Linked DNA regions of Anas platyrhynchos: region 2 is linked to region 1. Evidence: chromatin contacts called from public Hi-C data. All regions are on one chromosome and are shown on one strand. Each heading gives the region's core, a stretch centred on a gene start, on an enhancer-like site or on the middle of the called end of the contact. The rest is flanking DNA. Distances are from core to core; before and after follow the strand shown. Region 1 holds the start of APCDD1L (APC down-regulated 1 like). Region 2 overlaps LOC139999189 (a long non-coding RNA gene).

Evidence for each region. Hi-C and Micro-C count contacts between places; a contact is called where the count stands out from the background.
Region 2: a Hi-C map of F5 follicle shows a contact between it and region 1, with 2.1 times the contacts expected there. The contact joins the enhancer-like site here to the promoter of APCDD1L in region 1. A contact is called at or near these places in 6 of 8 Hi-C or Micro-C datasets (F1 follicle, F5 follicle, skeletal muscle and 2 more).

The regions. Positions count from the first base shown.
Region 1 is chr21:13,344,249-13,348,514 of IASCAAS_PekinDuck_T2T, reverse strand. It overlaps APCDD1L (APC down-regulated 1 like), which reads left to right and starts at 2,584. Exons shown (of 5, transcript XM_038166192.2): 1 at 2,584-2,732; 2 at 2,848-3,087. The coding sequence starts at 3,051.
Region 2 is chr21:13,413,534-13,417,980 of IASCAAS_PekinDuck_T2T, reverse strand. LOC139999189 (a long non-coding RNA gene) reads right to left here. Exons shown (of 4, transcript XR_011804403.1): 4 at 727-4,447. Among named protein-coding and RNA genes, the nearest start is that of STX16, 7.5 kb to the left of the region's middle. Within about 2 kb of position 1,465, at least 5 of the 8 cell types and tissues checked have an H3K27ac peak or open chromatin away from gene starts, as enhancers often do. A contact at or near this core is called in F1 follicle, F5 follicle and small yellow follicle, where this site is marked.

The DNA.
Region 1 (4,266 bases), core at 1,335-3,834:
ATTAATCATTGGTTTCCTGGCCTTCTGCCTTCATGTGTGGTTGCCTATCCTTGCTAGTCTGGAACAGGGAAGAGAAAATATTTGGCCTTCGGGGGCTAGGCAACTCATTGCCCTATATTGCTGACAAGAGTGCATGAATCTGAGTTCAAATATTCTGTACCTATTTTGCACAGGAATGAATATTGCACAAGGTGCCAGGCAAGTGAAGCATAGCTAATGTAAAAACACCTTGGTCTGGTTCCCAGTTACCCTGCAGCTGTGTTAGTATTTACAGCGCAGTGAGTAAAGTGCTCCTGAATCAGAATAGGAACCATTTATATTCACTTTGAATGCGTAAATCAGGCCACATAGTTCTGCTGGAATTACAGGCTATTTGCAATCATTTGTTTCCCTCCACGTGCTTTGCCCAGCAGGTAGTCAGTAATTATTTGATAATAAAAATAATAAGCACTTTTACATCGCTAGTCCTCTGCAGGAGCTGAAGATTACCCAGCAATTTTTACATGAGCTGAGAATTTAAGCCCGATGTCCTGGCACTCTTCCAGGTTGGAAGAGTAGATCTCCTATCTAAAGCCTCCCGGCATTTCAAACAGGCTGTGGCACTCTCATCCTCGCGAGGCGGCGCGCTGCAAACAGCTGCACGGTGGTGTGCAGGCATCCCCGCAGCACAATGGGGGCTGCAGGAATCTTCCAAAGAATGAGTACCTCTAACTTGGTTACTTTGATAAAGCCTTTTGGGAGCTGTGGAGGTGGAAGAAGCTATACAACTGAAATCTGTCACTGAGCCCTGGTAGATATTATAGGATAAAACTCAGGATAGTTTACGTAACCGTGTTAAAATTTTCAGACAGCTGTGTAAAAACTGCTCTGAGATTGCTTTGGTTTTACTCCCTCAAAAAATACAAACAAAAAGTCTCAAAATATTGCAGAAGAAATGAAGGACATTAGCATTAGAAGCTTCTATATGTGAAGGATCATAGGAGAAGTGCACAGCCAAGAACAGAGTTTGGGCCTGGTAGAACCTGTCATCATCTGCCAGTGCTTCAGTGGCCTAGGTCCAAAAGGAGTATGTCCAGCTTTGTAAAGGTAACTTCTTGAAAAATGATTTATTTCTCTCTGACAGCATTATAAAGGACAGCTTTTTTTGCCTACGCATTTGATGATTTATGTATTTGTAAATATAATAAAACCACAGTGGTTTGGACATTTACCGAGAATGACTGGTTTGGAGAATTTAAGAAACAAAAAGAGATAAAAACATCAGCTTGAAAAAGGAGTGTCTGCATTACAAATGGACTTTGTTATTTTTATCTTGGCAAGTATCATTAAACTTTAATTCCTTAGGCACCCATGACAGATAAGTTTGTCCCAGTTTGCTTTAAAGATGTTATGTGTTACTTTTGACAAAGTAATAAAATCACTGCACTGAGACCTCACTCCAGCCTTCTGATGCCTCTGCTCAGCAAATATGGGACTGCACAATGAGGCCTCCACTTCTCGTTGCAGTCAATTGCAGTCAGTGGAATTGTGCTGCTGTGAACTGGAAGACTGTTTTTTTTTTTTTTTTTTTTTTTTTTTTTCAATTTTTTCACCTTAAAGTTTCTGTTTATGGAGCGAAATAGCCACTTTCATTAGAAAAAGTGAGTTTGCAGAGTCATGGGATTCTGCTGGGGGTGTGCATTCATTTTGGTTTGTGCCTGAGCTCTCTCTCTCATTTGCAAAAACCGTGCCTAGTTTTTCAGCCCGGAAATATGTGCTAAACCTCAGCCTTTAGTGCAGACACTGGAATGAGTATTAAACTATCAGAGTCATTACAGCTTGGCCTCTTCCTCTCACAGCTTCCCAAGACAACCCAGTCCATACATTATCGGGAAGCACATTGTTTTGCTTGCTTGAAGGGTAGCAAATGACCAGCTTCACCTTCAGCCAACATCTCGTTTCCTGCTCATTGCTAATCACCAGTACAGACAAAGAAAAGCGCTATTTTGTCCTAAGCACATTTCAGTTCAGGTTTGCGCTCAACTTGGTGCCAAGAGGTGGTTATAGGCCCTCTATGCATCATGGCCATCCTGCGGGCCTAGTTTGGGGCAAGACAAGGTGGGGAACTGGCTCACACCAACACCCGTAGCGGGGTGAGCTGAGCTTGACACAGGCCCCTGTGAGCCACCAGGCCAGGAACACCCTTCAGAGGCTCCCACTTCTCCTCAGTGTGGGATATTACAAGGATTTTTAATGGGTTTAGGCTCTTCAAGGGGCACACTACTGTCTCTTGATGACCTCAGCAGCGGAGGCTGAAGGGTCTGAGGGATCCGTGGGCCATAGCGGGACAACCATGCCCACAACATGTGAGGGAGCCGTGGGCCATGGTGGCCGTGGGGCTGTGTGGGACGACCCCGGGGGCGCCCCGCTGAGGAGAGCGCTGGCCCCGGGCAGCCAGGGCCGAAGTGGGGGCGACACCGACCGAGACCGGCCCTCAGGCTCAGCCGGTGTCCCCGGGGGGGAGCCGGTCCCGGGAGGGGCACGGGGGGGAGCCGGTCCCAGGGGTGCCGGTCCCAGGGGTGCCGGTGCTTTGGGTGCCGGTGCCGGGGGTGCCGGGGGAGCCGCGGCGGGGCAGCCCCCTCGGCGTGTGCGATGCGCGGCCGCATGTGGGGCGCAGGCGGCGGAGTCTCCACCTCTTCTGGCAACTTGAACCTGCGGCTGCCAAGCTCCATTAGAGCTATCAGCAGCCGGGGGTGTGTGTGTGGGGGGGGGACGCACTTCACAGCGAAGGCGGGGGTTGAGTTGCTTTTTTTTTTTTTTTTTTTTTTTTTCCCTTTTTAAATATATATTTTTTCCCCTCTTCGCAAGCTTGTGGCTGAGCACGGGGACCGCTCCGGAGCCTCCCTCCCAGCTCTCGCCGGGTTGAAGTCGGGGTCCCCCCGCCGCGGGCACCGGGGGCCGCCCATGGCTGCGCCGCCACCGGGCGCCGCTCCCCGCTGAGCTCCCCGGGCACCGGCGGCCATCGCCCCTCTTCGGCCGGCGGCTCGGCGACACGAACCAGGGCGCCCACCATGCTCCGGTGCTGGTGGCTCGCAGGGCTGCTCCTAGGTAGGTGGCACCGGGGGGTGGCGGTGGGAGAGGGGTCGCCCCCTCGGGGTGCTCCACCGGGAGCAAAAGGGGGGTGGCGAGGAGGGTGCAGGGAGGGCGGGCAGGGGGTTGTTAGGAGGCTGCAGGGAGCGTGGGTGAAGAGTGCGAGGGGAGAGCGGAGCGCAGCAGTTCCTCAGCTGAGGAGGAGGGATGCGAGGCGGGTGCAGGGAGGTTGCGAAGCGGGTGCGAAGAAGCAGCACGGAAGGTGCCGGGAGTGAAAGGATTTAAAAGAAATCGTCCAGCAGGGCTCGGTGCTGCAGGACCGGGGGTCCCGGGGTGCCCCCCGCAGCCCCGGGCCGGGCAGGAGGCACCCGGAGCCTCAGCCCCGCTCCCCGGGACGTCCCCGGCCGTGCTCCTGCTCCTCGCAGCGCCGCTTCCCGCAGGGAGAGCCCCGGGAAGGAGCCCGGAGTCCCGGGGATGCTGGCGGGCTGTGGGACCGGTGTGTGTGGCTGTGCCGGGGGGCACAACTCGCCCAGGGTCCCCTCTCTGCCCCTGGGTGCAGGGTGCCAGGCTGCGGGACCCTCTGCCCAAACCTGTCCCGTCCTCGCCTCCCCGCAGCCTGGGGGTGCCGGGGGGTGGCAGGGCAGGGGAGCAGCCCCCCGGCCATCGCCGCTCGCTCCCGGCCGGCCGGCGGAGCACGGGGAGCGCTGCAGCTCGGCGTGGCTCAAGGAAGGGCTCAGGGGATTCCCAGTGGCTTTGCAGAGCTGCTGGGAGACATCCCTGGGAGGGAGCCCAGCACCTGCCCCGGCCTGGGACTGCTTCAGAAGTCTCCTCCAGGGACACCGAGCCCCAGCTGTGCCGACCCCCCCCCCCCCACAAGCAGTGCAGGCTGCATCTTTGCGGCTGCCTTTCGTTAAGGCTTCTTGCAACCCCACAGCTCCTGAAGCAGTTTCAGAAGAAAAGGTTCTGGCTAAAGAGGCTACATGGGAGAACAAAGACAACTGTGCTGTGAAAAAGGCAAAGTGATTTCTGTTTATGACAAAGAGCAGAGCCTGGGGAAGGCTTCCCCATCCTTGGACAGTGTTTTCCTAGGCAATGCACGGGAGACCCTTGAGTGAAACTCCACACCCCTGAACAGGTGAAGGGAAAGGTGGGGAGAGAGCTCCCATGCCCCCTGTGCAGCCTGGACCCTGGATATCC
Region 2 (4,447 bases), core at 216-2,715, 71 kb before region 1:
ACCCAAATCTGGAGCTGCTGTGTCCTGGTCAGTGTTTTTCCCAAGGGAATCACTGATAAGGAGATTGATGCCAATAGCTTCCCTAAGAGCAGCAGAATTTCAGAGAGAGAAGGGAGACTGTTCCAGAAAAAGACGTCTGTGATTGTGTTAGAAAGAGAAGCTTGGACTTCAGTATTGCCAGCAACTCATACCTATGTTCTTGTTATCCTAATTAGTGGCAATGTTCCACTTCCCGGAGGTTTTATCTCTTTAAATTAGGCAGTGTTTTTTTTAGCTAATAAAATTAGGGAAGGCAATTCACAAAGATGTATTACAGTAGACCATGATCTGACATTCATTCCAGCAATAACAACTGTTATCAAAGAAAGATCTTTTTCATAAATGTAGGAAATAAGTCAGGCTAATAAAGACATGAATAGTTTTTGCACATTAAAATATAAAAATAATCAGTGAAATACTGAATAAAAATCTAGTCAGAAAGTCTGCATAATGAGTATTATCTTGCACAGAAATAGTCTGTCTCTGCTTCGTAATGAAGAGCATTTAGCCATAAATCATTCTGGAACAAGAGGGAAAGAAGGAATGACCCTGCTAATTTCAATGCCATTTGGGAGCAGCAGAGGGCACGTAAGAGCAATTTCCTAGTTAACAAATCTTCACTTTTTTTTTTTTTTTTTTCCCTAGATCTTCCTGCAGAATCAGAAACTGTAAATACCGATTTATTTATTTATTTATTTATTTACTTATTTATTTAATGAACTGGTGCCAAGTGGCTAGCAATTGGGTATCCCTTAAAGAAGGAAATGTAGATAGCCAGACTGGTTTTCTGACCCTAGGATTGCTGCCTGCAGCTGACATGTTATGCCAAGATACTGCCTTACATGGTGTTTATTGCTATTCTCAGAGGTACTTAGAAATGGGAAATGCTAGAATCTGAGATAAGTACAAAATGATGTAAGAGTGCAAGGAAGGAAACTAGACCAAGCAAAAAAAAATGTTTATTAGACAAAGTGGAGCAAGGTTGGGGTGGTGGTGTAAGAACTGCAGCTGAGAATGGCTACAGGGAGATGATGAAATCCCCTTTCTGCCTTAAATAGCATCATAGTAAAAAAGAAGGGCAAGTCATACACCTGAAATAAAATTAAAAATAAAAAAGGACAGAAGAACAGCAGCTCCAAAAAAGAAACCGCTCCGTTTGTTTCTCTTTTCTTCCCGTTGCTCAGAAAAATGAATCAGTGTGTCTCTAGAAATGCTTTCACCCCAGCATCTGTGAATTTCCCCTCCATGGAGCAAGGCCTCACGGGGAAGCAAACCTTACTGTCCCCAGTTTATACATGAAGAAACTGAGGCAGAGGAGTGTGATACTGCTTGGACAATCAGTTTTTCCCCAAGCTATCCTTGCTTGATCCCTCCAAAGATGTGGATGTCTGACCTTGGATGACTCAGGCAGCCCAGACTCAGCTTATTTACCTCCCACTGATGTCCTTCTGCCCGGCGATTCCCAGTGCCTGGCTTTAGGCCAGGACCCTTCAGCTGTTGCTCGCGGGCTCCAGCTGGTCTGCAGCGGTCATGAGCATCCCCCTCATCGGCTGCACCCTGAGCTCCTCACTCACCCCCGCTGCTGAGTGAAGATCAGCCAGCAGCGAGGGATGAGAGCGGTGCTCGGTGTGGGTGGGGGATTATTTTGATCTCCCTCCTTGGTGCTGCCATGTGTAGGCTGGGTTAGGAGACTCTGTGATCTCCAGGCTATAGGGCCCCACCTCTGTCCACTGCTGTCCTTGTTGCATCTCAGCTGGCGGGTTAACCTGACACGGCTACCCCCTTTTTGGGGATGCCTGCTCTATCTTCTTGTTACTGTCCCCCCCTTGAAATCAGTAGAAGAGGCCACTGGAAGCATTCAGCCAGCAGGAAATGCTGAGTATGAAGACTGTGGTGGGATTTCGGGTGCCTGAATCTGGTTTATTCTTGCATGTCATAGACTGAGCGGCGTTCGGTAGCAGGGCCTAGGTAACGGTCCAAGTGCTGCCCTACTTTCACTGCAGCCTAACTGTGGATGATGGTGGGCTGGGAGAGGTTAACGGGACATACTTTGGCTCCGTGTGTTTTCTTGAGGTATTCAGTCTAAGTAGGCTCAGCAGCTTTGCCTATCCCCATCTCGGTTTCCTGACCAAAGATGAGGTGCGAGGAACTGAACCACATTCCCTGGGAAGAGCTGATAGAGCCTCCCCTGCCTTTCCCCCTCCTCTGGTGCTTCAAAACCAAAGCAGCTGCAAACTTCTTGTGGCTGGAGATGTGCTGAGTGGCCTGGCAGGGGTTCAGGGAGAGGTAAAGGAATCCCACCCAGCAGTAGCAAGGGCTCTGCGCCACCACCAGCCCTTGCGTGCCCTAAATCCTGACTTCCTGGTAACTGCTATCTCCATAAATACCAGTCAGCCAGCAGGAGAGGGGACTTGCATCACTGGACTGCGTTGTATCGCGTGAAATATGAGGTGACACACAATACACTGGCATTAGGCACAGGAGTTGTCTGCTGATGTGGTGACACACTCGAGGCAAAGCTGGAAAATTTGATCCCTTCCTGCCCGCGGTCTCCCAGGCTCTGTGGTAAGGCACGCTTGACTTGCTTTGCTTGGGGATGTCGAGGGAAATGGGAAAATGAAGCACACGGGCCAGAACCATCTGCAGTTCACGAACTCAGACGTGTCAGGTTGGCAAGTGCCCGCAAGGCTGCTCAGTCTGCTGCAATCATCCCCTGTCACAGCGGGAGAACCTGGGCTAAGCACAGCATGGCCAACTGTGTCCCTGGTGAAGCTCAAGGGAGGTGAAGAATGCTGAGCTGCTTTTGGCAGTGTTGTATCGGCGATGACTTTGGCCAGTAGTCAGTCTTGGCTCCAGATCCAGCTCAAAATGCCTCCCTGCTGCACCGAGTGCCTCGTACCCCTTCCTGCTCCCCGCAGGACCAGCCGCCTGCCTGCTTTCCTAGTGAATCAAGGACAGAGCTGGTGTTTGATTCTTCTAAACGTGTGGTCCAAGCACTACAGAGACCTGCAAACATCTTTCTGTACTCCCCTGCCTGCCTTTGCTTCTCCACCTTTCTCTCATTTCGGATTCCAGATAATATCTCTCCTTTTAAGCAAGACAGCAGCTGTGTTGCCGAGGTCGAAGCCCAGGATGTAGAGGATTCCCCCTCTCCTGCAGCTCTGCTCTTAGCTTCTTTCTGTTTTCATGGCTCCAGCTCCAGAATGATGCTGTGTATACAGTGACTGTGAGACCAAATCAGTGCAGTGAGAGCCAACGATTTTAGACCCATAATTACATACCCAACCTGCACACTGTGTGACAGCAGAGCAAGCACACAAGGGTAGAGCACACTGAAACAGCTGCTGAGTGAATGGGCAATATCCCTCCCGAGGGGACCATGCCAGGACCCGCACCTTGGTTTGATGCCCCATGCAGCTCAGAGCAGTAATGCAAACACCCATCCCCCTTCAAGTGCCACTCATGACGGTGTCTCTGTTCCTGATTTATCCAGGAGCTAGGCAATTTTCTTCAGGTTCCCATGTGGATTTTGTAAAAGCAATTTCAAAAAAAGCCCAACAAAGGCACACAATTAATATTAATTTCTGTCAGTTCTAGCACAAGACTTGAACAGGGAAATGAGAATTTCTGACAAGCCTGTGATGTTCCCTGGGGTGGGTATGTATACACACATGCATCTAGAAGGGTTTCTGGTTGTTTGTCTAACAGAAGTGTCTTGAAACAGATCTGTTTGCTCTGAAGAGCAACGGATTAATGAATAATGTGCAATTAAAGCCCACACAGGGGGCAGAAAGTAAGAATAGCTCCAGATCTGCTCCTTTTCCAGGGCTTCTTTCGTGTGCACTTGAAGAGGTACTTATTTAAAATAATACCTTTCTTTCTATTCTCTGGGAAAAATTTTTCAATGGGGTTTGTAAAGGCAGCTACAAAATAACGCTCCCCTAACGCAGGTGGTGGCCACTTGCGAGGTTGACGGGCACCTGCCTGGCGGGGGTACGGAAAGGCTTGGGGTTCACATATATGGCCAGCCTCTTGGAGGTAAAAGTCAGTCTCATGGGGGAGCGTTTGCCTGGGCCAACCTGTCAGCCTGCACGACGATCTGCTCCAGCACACATTTCCTCTGTGACCACGAGGGAGCTGTTTGGGATGCTGATGGATGAACTGTGCCAAATCTCCCCGGGGTGGTGAAGGTGTAAACCTCTGTATTTAAGCGGAGGGAGGCACAAATGTCTGCCAGTTCGTCGACCTCTGTAATTCCCAGTTGGCTGCAGTACCTTATGCCGGTGATTTAATTTACTGCGATGAACACAGCCACAGTGGCTGCCAGCTGTGATTTCTGCGATAGCTGCTGGGCTGTGACAGCAGCTTCCATGGGAGGAGCAGTGACCAGCCCCTGTGCCACCACCTC